Regions from separate parts of the Mus musculus genome. Here region 2 is linked to region 1. Evidence: chromatin contacts called from public HiChIP or PLAC-seq data. All regions are on one chromosome and are shown on one strand. The core of a region is the stretch at or near the end of the contact, and the rest is flanking DNA. Distances in the headings are between cores, read along the strand shown. Region 1 has its middle 42 kb from the start of Wee1. Region 2 overlaps Sbf2 (SET binding factor 2).

The links. HiChIP or PLAC-seq counts read pairs in DNA pulled down with a chosen protein or histone mark.
Region 2: an H3K4me3 HiChIP or PLAC-seq map of bone marrow-derived macrophages shows a contact between it and region 1, with 5 times the contacts expected there. The contact joins two enhancer-like sites. A contact is called at or near these places in 1 of 15 datasets of contacts at CTCF or cohesin (pro-B cells), 5 of 484 Hi-C or Micro-C datasets (B cells, the HL-1 cell line, embryonic stem cells and 1 more) and 7 of 115 datasets of contacts at active chromatin or transcription factors (the 230-238 cell line, bone marrow-derived macrophages, embryonic limb bud and 3 more).

Annotation. Positions count from the first base shown.
Region 1 is chr7:110,162,465-110,165,825 of GRCm38.p6, forward strand. No RefSeq gene overlaps it. Among named protein-coding and RNA genes, the nearest start is that of Wee1, 42 kb to the left of the region's middle. RefSeq lists an enhancer at 345-3,361. Within about 2 kb of position 1,832, at least 301 of the 459 cell types and tissues checked have an H3K27ac peak or open chromatin away from gene starts, as enhancers often do. A contact at or near this core is called in bone marrow-derived macrophages, where this site is marked.
Region 2 is chr7:110,386,215-110,389,575 of GRCm38.p6, forward strand. All of the region lies in intron 17 of Sbf2 (SET binding factor 2), which reads right to left. Among named protein-coding and RNA genes, the nearest start is that of Gm32861, 99 kb to the left of the region's middle. Within about 2 kb of position 1,512, at least 35 of the 459 cell types and tissues checked have an H3K27ac peak or open chromatin away from gene starts, as enhancers often do. A contact at or near this core is called in bone marrow-derived macrophages, where this site is marked.

The DNA of each region.
Region 1 (3,361 bases), core at 582-3,081:
TGTTCCTTTCTGTTTCCTCCCTCAGGTTGAAGTAGACCTGTTGCTCATTTCCTTTGTCTCTTAGTTCAGATCTCATCTTATCGATTACCCCCTACCCTGCCTAACCAGATGCTAGTAGCATGTCTCATCTAGCACTGTTCTGAGCTTTCTCTCAGCCTTCTCTTATGGATCAAATCGCATGAGTTCTAGGCCAGTCTGGTCTCCACAGCAAGTTCCAGGCCAGCTAGGGCTACATAGTGAAACCCTGTTTCAAATAAAGAAAGTGTCCACAGACCTGCAATCTCTCAACTGAAGTTTTCTCTTCTCAGGTGACTCTGGTCAGCTGGAGGGCAGCAGGTTTTTGTTTGTTTGCTTTGCTTTTCCACTTTGTTTTGTTTATTTGTTGTGCTGCAGACCTACACCAGACTCTTAAGCATTATAACCCATCCCCCCAGGCAATTTCCTGTGTAGCTAGGGATGGCTGACTGGGAACACACTGTAGTTGTAGCTGTGCCTGATCTTAAACCCCTGATCTTCCTGCTGCCACTTTTCAATTAAGCTAAGTAGTTAAGAACACTCAGTTAACAACTGTTTGCAACTCCAGTTCCAGGGAATCCAGTGCCCTATTCTGGCCTATATAGCTCAAGAGTCTGTTTTTAAAATTATCATATCGTTAGGGGCTAGAGAGCTGATTCAGTTGCTAAGAGCACTGGCGGCTCAGTTTTCCCTATGACCCAGGTTCAATTCCCAGGGCTCACTTGGTAACGCACAACCATCTGTAACTCTGGTCTCAGAGGACTCTAACGCCCTCTCCTGCCTTTGGTGGGCACTGCATGCACATGGTGTACACATATACACATAAATAAAAATACAGGAGGGGAGAAAAAGTGGCAGTTTTGAACTCCTAATTACCTGCCCTACCTCTCAGATGGGCGGTGCTACCCACCCATCTTATTAGATTTGTTAGCGTTTTTTTTTTTCTTTTTTGTTTTTGTTTGTTGTTTGTTTTCTTTTGAGACAGAGTCTTGTTGTGCAGTTCAGGCTAGCCTCAAACTCACATTCTCTGATTTTGAGGTGCTAGATTACAGGCTATCACCAATATATCTGTTTTATGTAGGAGGCTGGCGGGGGGGGGGTTGTTTGGTTGTGAGTTTTTTTTTGTTTGTTTGTTTTGTTTTACACAGGGTTTCTCTGTGTAGTCCTGGCTGTCCTGGAACTTACTCTGTAGAACAGGGTGGCCTCGAACTCAGAAAGGTGACTGACTCCCAAGTGCTGACTGTAAGGGCACGTGCTACTACCACCCAGTTCTGGTTTGTTTTTCTGTATAAAGTTTTATTCATTTGAGATACTCTCAGCTTGAATTTTGTTGGAGACAGTTTTTCTCAGGCTATTATTATTACTTTTTAAAACTCTGTTTAGTGTTCATGGTTTTGAATTCCCTTGTAATATTTTGTTATTTAAAGCTGGAGAATTCCAATATTTATCCACAGATAAAACGTTTACTCTAATTGATATTGCGTGTCTTTGTCTTTAAAACATTTACCATTTTAATCCCTGAAAGTTCATTTGATGTCTGACTTGGAACTTAACATTTTTTACACCTCGAAGTTTTCATTCACTTCCTAGAGCAGCGCTCCTGCCGAAGCTGCTTACCTTACTGAGGTATTTGGAAATGTTACTTCATATCGACCTGATCAAGTTTCTCCACGTTTGCTCTGTCTCATGCCCTTACTGCCGTATTTGGAAATGTTACTTCATATCGGCCTGATCAAGTTTCTCTACGTTTGCTGTCTCATGCTTTTCAGTTGAACTCAGCTTCTATTTTTAACTTCAATTGAGCGGGGTTAAAAGGAACGTCTCGCCCCCTGCTGGCGCCCGTGGTCCCGGGAAGACCGGACAAAAGCCACCACGTGGCTCACATCCTGGGCTCAGTTTTCTTAGGAACCCAGAGCCCCATGCTTGCTAGGCAAGGGCCCCAACCCTGATCAACGCTTTAGCAGGCGTCCTTTTGCTCAAGTCTAGAGCGTCACTGGTGCCAACTCTCCAACACAGGGAGGAATTGGCTTTGCTTAATTTTGCTGCAGAGTGGGCTGGCCCTGCTAAATCCAGGGTACCGGGCACTTAACACTGTGAGGTCGCTGTGCGGAGCTAGACTCTGGGCGCTCCCGTTTTTTCCTCACCACCCAGGTGTCCATTTTCTCTTTGCCGCGACGTGCCTGCATCCTTTTCTGCCTTGGAATTATAATCGAAACACTCGGTTCAGTCGTGAGAAACATGTTTCATATATGCAACGGGTGCTCCGATGTTTCTACGACTAGCCTTAGGAGCCTAGAGTACGGTTTGGTGGTCAAAGTCATGATGAGAAGCAGAGGGTCTGAGGGGTCGGAGGGAAGGCACGATGAACAATATTAGAGAGCATTACTGGAGTTACCGAGGCTAGGCAGTCCGCTGGGTTATGCACTACACCCAAGAAGTCTGCGCCGCCCCGTGGTGCCAGTGCGCAGCCGCAGTCCCGTAGCGGGACCGAGCGTTCCCAGCAGAGGGCACTCACAGACAGGACATTCCGCAAGCTCTTCCTGGGTGACCCAGGGACTGCACCTGTGGCCTGGGTTTCCCTTGATCATGCCCTGACAACCCGCGTCTGGGAAATTCAGTCAGAATCAATCCAAGACCACAATTTAGAGACAGGTAAGCTTGACGGTGGTTGCAGCGTTTGGTGAAACAAAACGTCAAGACCAGCCTCTGCTACATAGAGAATCTGAGGCTATCCTGAGTTACAGTGAATCCTGTTTCAGAACAAATCCCTCAAAGTCCCATTGTCTCTCTGGCCTTGAAGCTCTTGAGCCCCGGATCTAGGATACTGCTTGTTGGACTAAAGGACTCACTAATCACCTTTCCCAACCCTGCCCAGGTATACCACCTCTAGTAAACAGACTTAACTAGTCTTTGAAGGCAGTAGTTCTTTTCAATGAATTCCTATTTATTTATTTTCTTATTTATCACCGTCTGTAAACAGGCTTTGAAGGCAGCATGTGTTATAAGATGTGTTTATTCAAGCCTACCAGGGGTCCTTAACCTGGGGGTTGACTCAAGTAGAACATTTTAGGATCCAGGGTTATTCATGAAACTGGGTGAGCTGTTTCAACTTTTAGGCAGACGTGCAGTGTTTTTGGAAGGAAGTCCAGTAGTTTTTCTGATTACCAAAGAGTTCTTAAGTTTAGTTTGTGGGTCCAGGGCTCGGAACAAATGGCTCAGTGATTAAAGCACTTACTGTTCTTCCGGAGGACCCAGGTTCAATTCCCAGCACTCGCTTCACAACTGCCTGTAAGTCCAACTCCATAGGATTCAATGCTCTCTTCTAGCCTTAGTGTAGACACACATA
Region 2 (3,361 bases), core at 262-2,761, 220 kb after region 1:
GTATTTTGCTCGGAATGCTTGGCAAGCATGTGTGAGGTCTTAGGTTCATTCAATGGCACTAAATACACACATATATTTATGTGTATACATTTATGTATGTATCTTTAGATGAGCATGTTTATTTTGCTTACATGTTTCGTGGAGTGAAAGTCAGTAAATGGAAGACTTGCTTCTTGCTCTAGCTAGAATTATAGATAGCAATGGAGACTACAGATCCATAACAGGAAGTACAGGATAGTAGTTGTGAACGCTGGCCTGATTGTGGAACTCTGGCTAAGCTCTATGAGCCTAGGAACTGCATCTCTTCTGTACTTGCATGCACATGCAGAGACTGGGGAAGTAACATTCAGTTTGCAGCTGAAGTCCATCCTGTTCTTCATCCCCCCAGAATTCACTGTTCACTTACTACGTGCCTGCCACTCTAACGGGCGCTTTATGTTTACCACCCGCTTCTGTCTTTACTGATCACAATCCCAGACATTTGTTTAAGATTTCAGAATAAGCTGGAATTCAAATTCACATCTAGTTCCCATTTTAGGGCTTTCCACTTATATCTTCGTTCCATTGCTATTTCTGTGAAGAGACGCCATGACTAAGGCAACTTACAAAAGATAAGAGCTTATTAGGGGCTTGCTTACAATTTTGGAGGGTTGGGCTACGATCATCATGGCAGGAAGCATGGCAGCAGGCATAACCTTGGAGCAGTAGCTGATAGCTTACACATTAAGAGAACAACCACAAGTCAGAGAGATAGATCCAACTGGAAGTTGTATGAAGTTTTGAAGCCTCAAAGCCCACCTCAGTGATGACACCAATCCAACAAGGCCACCCTGGGGACTAAGTATTGAAATATAGGAGCCTATGGTAACATTCTCAATTCAAACCACCAGACCTACTATAATACACCATAAGAATTTATAGTCAGAGTTAAAAGTGAGAGGCTGTGAAGCTAACATCGTATCAGCTGAATGTAGCTGCACATTTTGTTTTGGTTATTTAAGAGGTTGATGAGAGAGTGTGAGTTTATGACAGAGAGGAAAGCAGAAATTGACTCTTACCATTTATGTAGAAACCAGAGGATGACTTTGGACACCTTCTTTTGCTATCTTTTTCTACTTCATATTTTGAAACAGGGTCTCACACTGAACCTGGGACTCATTGTTTCCTTTAGGCTAGCTAACTAGTAATCCTCCAGGACCTACAAGTCTCTACACCTACAGGGCTGGGGTAATAGGCCTACATCTCCAAGCCTGGCTCTCATGGCTGTTGAAAATTTGAAATTTGTTCCTTGTTTTTAACCCATCAGGTATTTTACCTACTGAATCTCCTTGTCCACGATTTTAATTTTTTTAGTTAAATCAAAAGAAGAAATTTTATGTACTGTTCAAATTTATAATTTTCTTGAAAACAAAACAAAAGATGTGCTGACACCATTCCTGCATGCAAGGCTGCAGCTGCTAGGACTGACCAGTGGCTGTCCTGCACACAGGAAGCCTGTTCTTCCTTCCCTTTGCTTCACTCATTTGCATTCTCTGGTCTCAAGCATTCAGTTAGCAGTTCTTAGTGCCTTCCAGCCTTTCTCTCTAAACTGCCTTTTGTGCTAGCTCACTACGGGCCCCTCAATCTCTCAAGCCTCCTTAGCTCCTTGCTGTAAGTTTCTGACAGCTGAGTACTGCATACTCCTTAGAGACTAGAGGATAATATTAGTCTGAACTCCTCGCCATGGCATTCTGGGCATTCTAGGCATGGTTTCAAATCACCTTTGTCATCATACATTTCCGCATCTGATGAGTGAGTAGACTGCTGTTACCTTAAAAGGACATATCCAAGTGTCTTGCTGTAGAATTCCATTTTTTAAATTACATTTTAAACAATGGATTGGATTACAAGTATGATTTTCAAAATTAATTCAAAGAACCAGGAATCTACAACTTCTTTGTAGCTGTCTCTCAGAGATGTGCCCTAATGTATCTGCCTCGTACAGATGCCACTGACAACTAACAACTGGTTAACAAAAGAGATTTGGGATTGATGGTATTGTTTTTTACGATTCATATTTTTTATGTGTTTATGAGTTTTGCCTGGATGTATGCATTTTTACCATGTGTGTACAGTGCCTCCAGAGGTCTGAAGAGGGTCTAAGGTCCCCTGCAACCTGAGTTAATCCGTGAGAAGCCATGTAGGTGCTGCGAACTGAGCTTGGGACCTCTGCAAAGGCAGCAAGTGCTCTTCACCTGCAAGCTTCACTCCAGTCCCCTCGATGGCAGTCTTAAGACTACAGGGTTTCTTAAGTTGCACTTCAGTGAGAGGCTAACGATACCAAGTGTACCCACGATGCAACCTGGGTAGCACAGCCTGGTTTCAAAGACTCACACACAATGCCAGTTAACAGTTTTGCCTAATGTTTCCATCCCATTTACTATGCACTAGGATTTATATTTATCTACTGTTGCATGAAAAAACTGCCAAGACTTGGTGGCTTAAAAATCAACAATTCGCTTAGTTCCTAGCAGTCATTAACCTATCTTTAAGAATTTTAAATTTATATTTGCAAAGTAAACTGTTGTAAGTTACTTTTTGAATTCTAAAATCTCAGTACCCCCTTCCCCATGCTGTAGAGGGGATGCTTTTTAAAGATGAAGCCTGTCCAATATTGTCAACATTCAAACAAACATGAATGGCAGACTCTTAGGGATTTCATTATCTAGCTTTGCTGAAAACAAAACCTCATGTTTAAGATCAATATCTGTAAGAGAAACAAAGAAGTGGGCTGGGTTAGGAAGTTCTCTGCAAGGGGGAAGGGCAGACTTCAACTTCTCCACAACTCCCCTCCCCCAACTCAGAATCAGGAAGAAGACTGCACTGTTGCTGTTGTTGTTGTTCTTTTTTAAAGATTTGTTTTATGTATGTGAGTACACTGCAGCTGTGTTCAGACACACCAGAAGAGGGCATCGGATCCCATTACAGATGGTTGTGAGCCACCATGTGGTTGCTGAACTCAGGACCTCTGGAAGAGCAGTCAGTGCTGTTAACCACTGAGCCATCTCTCCAGTCCGTCTGCACTGTTCTTATTGTCAAACACTTCTCTAATCTGCCATAGTCTTCTAAAAAGAAGAGATACTTGGAGAAACCAACAGAATAAATCAAATTCCATGCTACTGTGGAATAAATTAGTATGTGGTTTTGACACAGAACTGTACTTTCTTTTTCACCATTTTCAGTGGATTTTTAATTGTGCCACATAATATATTAAAAAGCAATCAAATTGATAACTTTTGTTTGACTGCTATTCCAAGTAGGCACTGTGCTGCCTGACCCTCAACAACTTGGCTCTCCTGTACGCTGCATCACTATTTGGCTT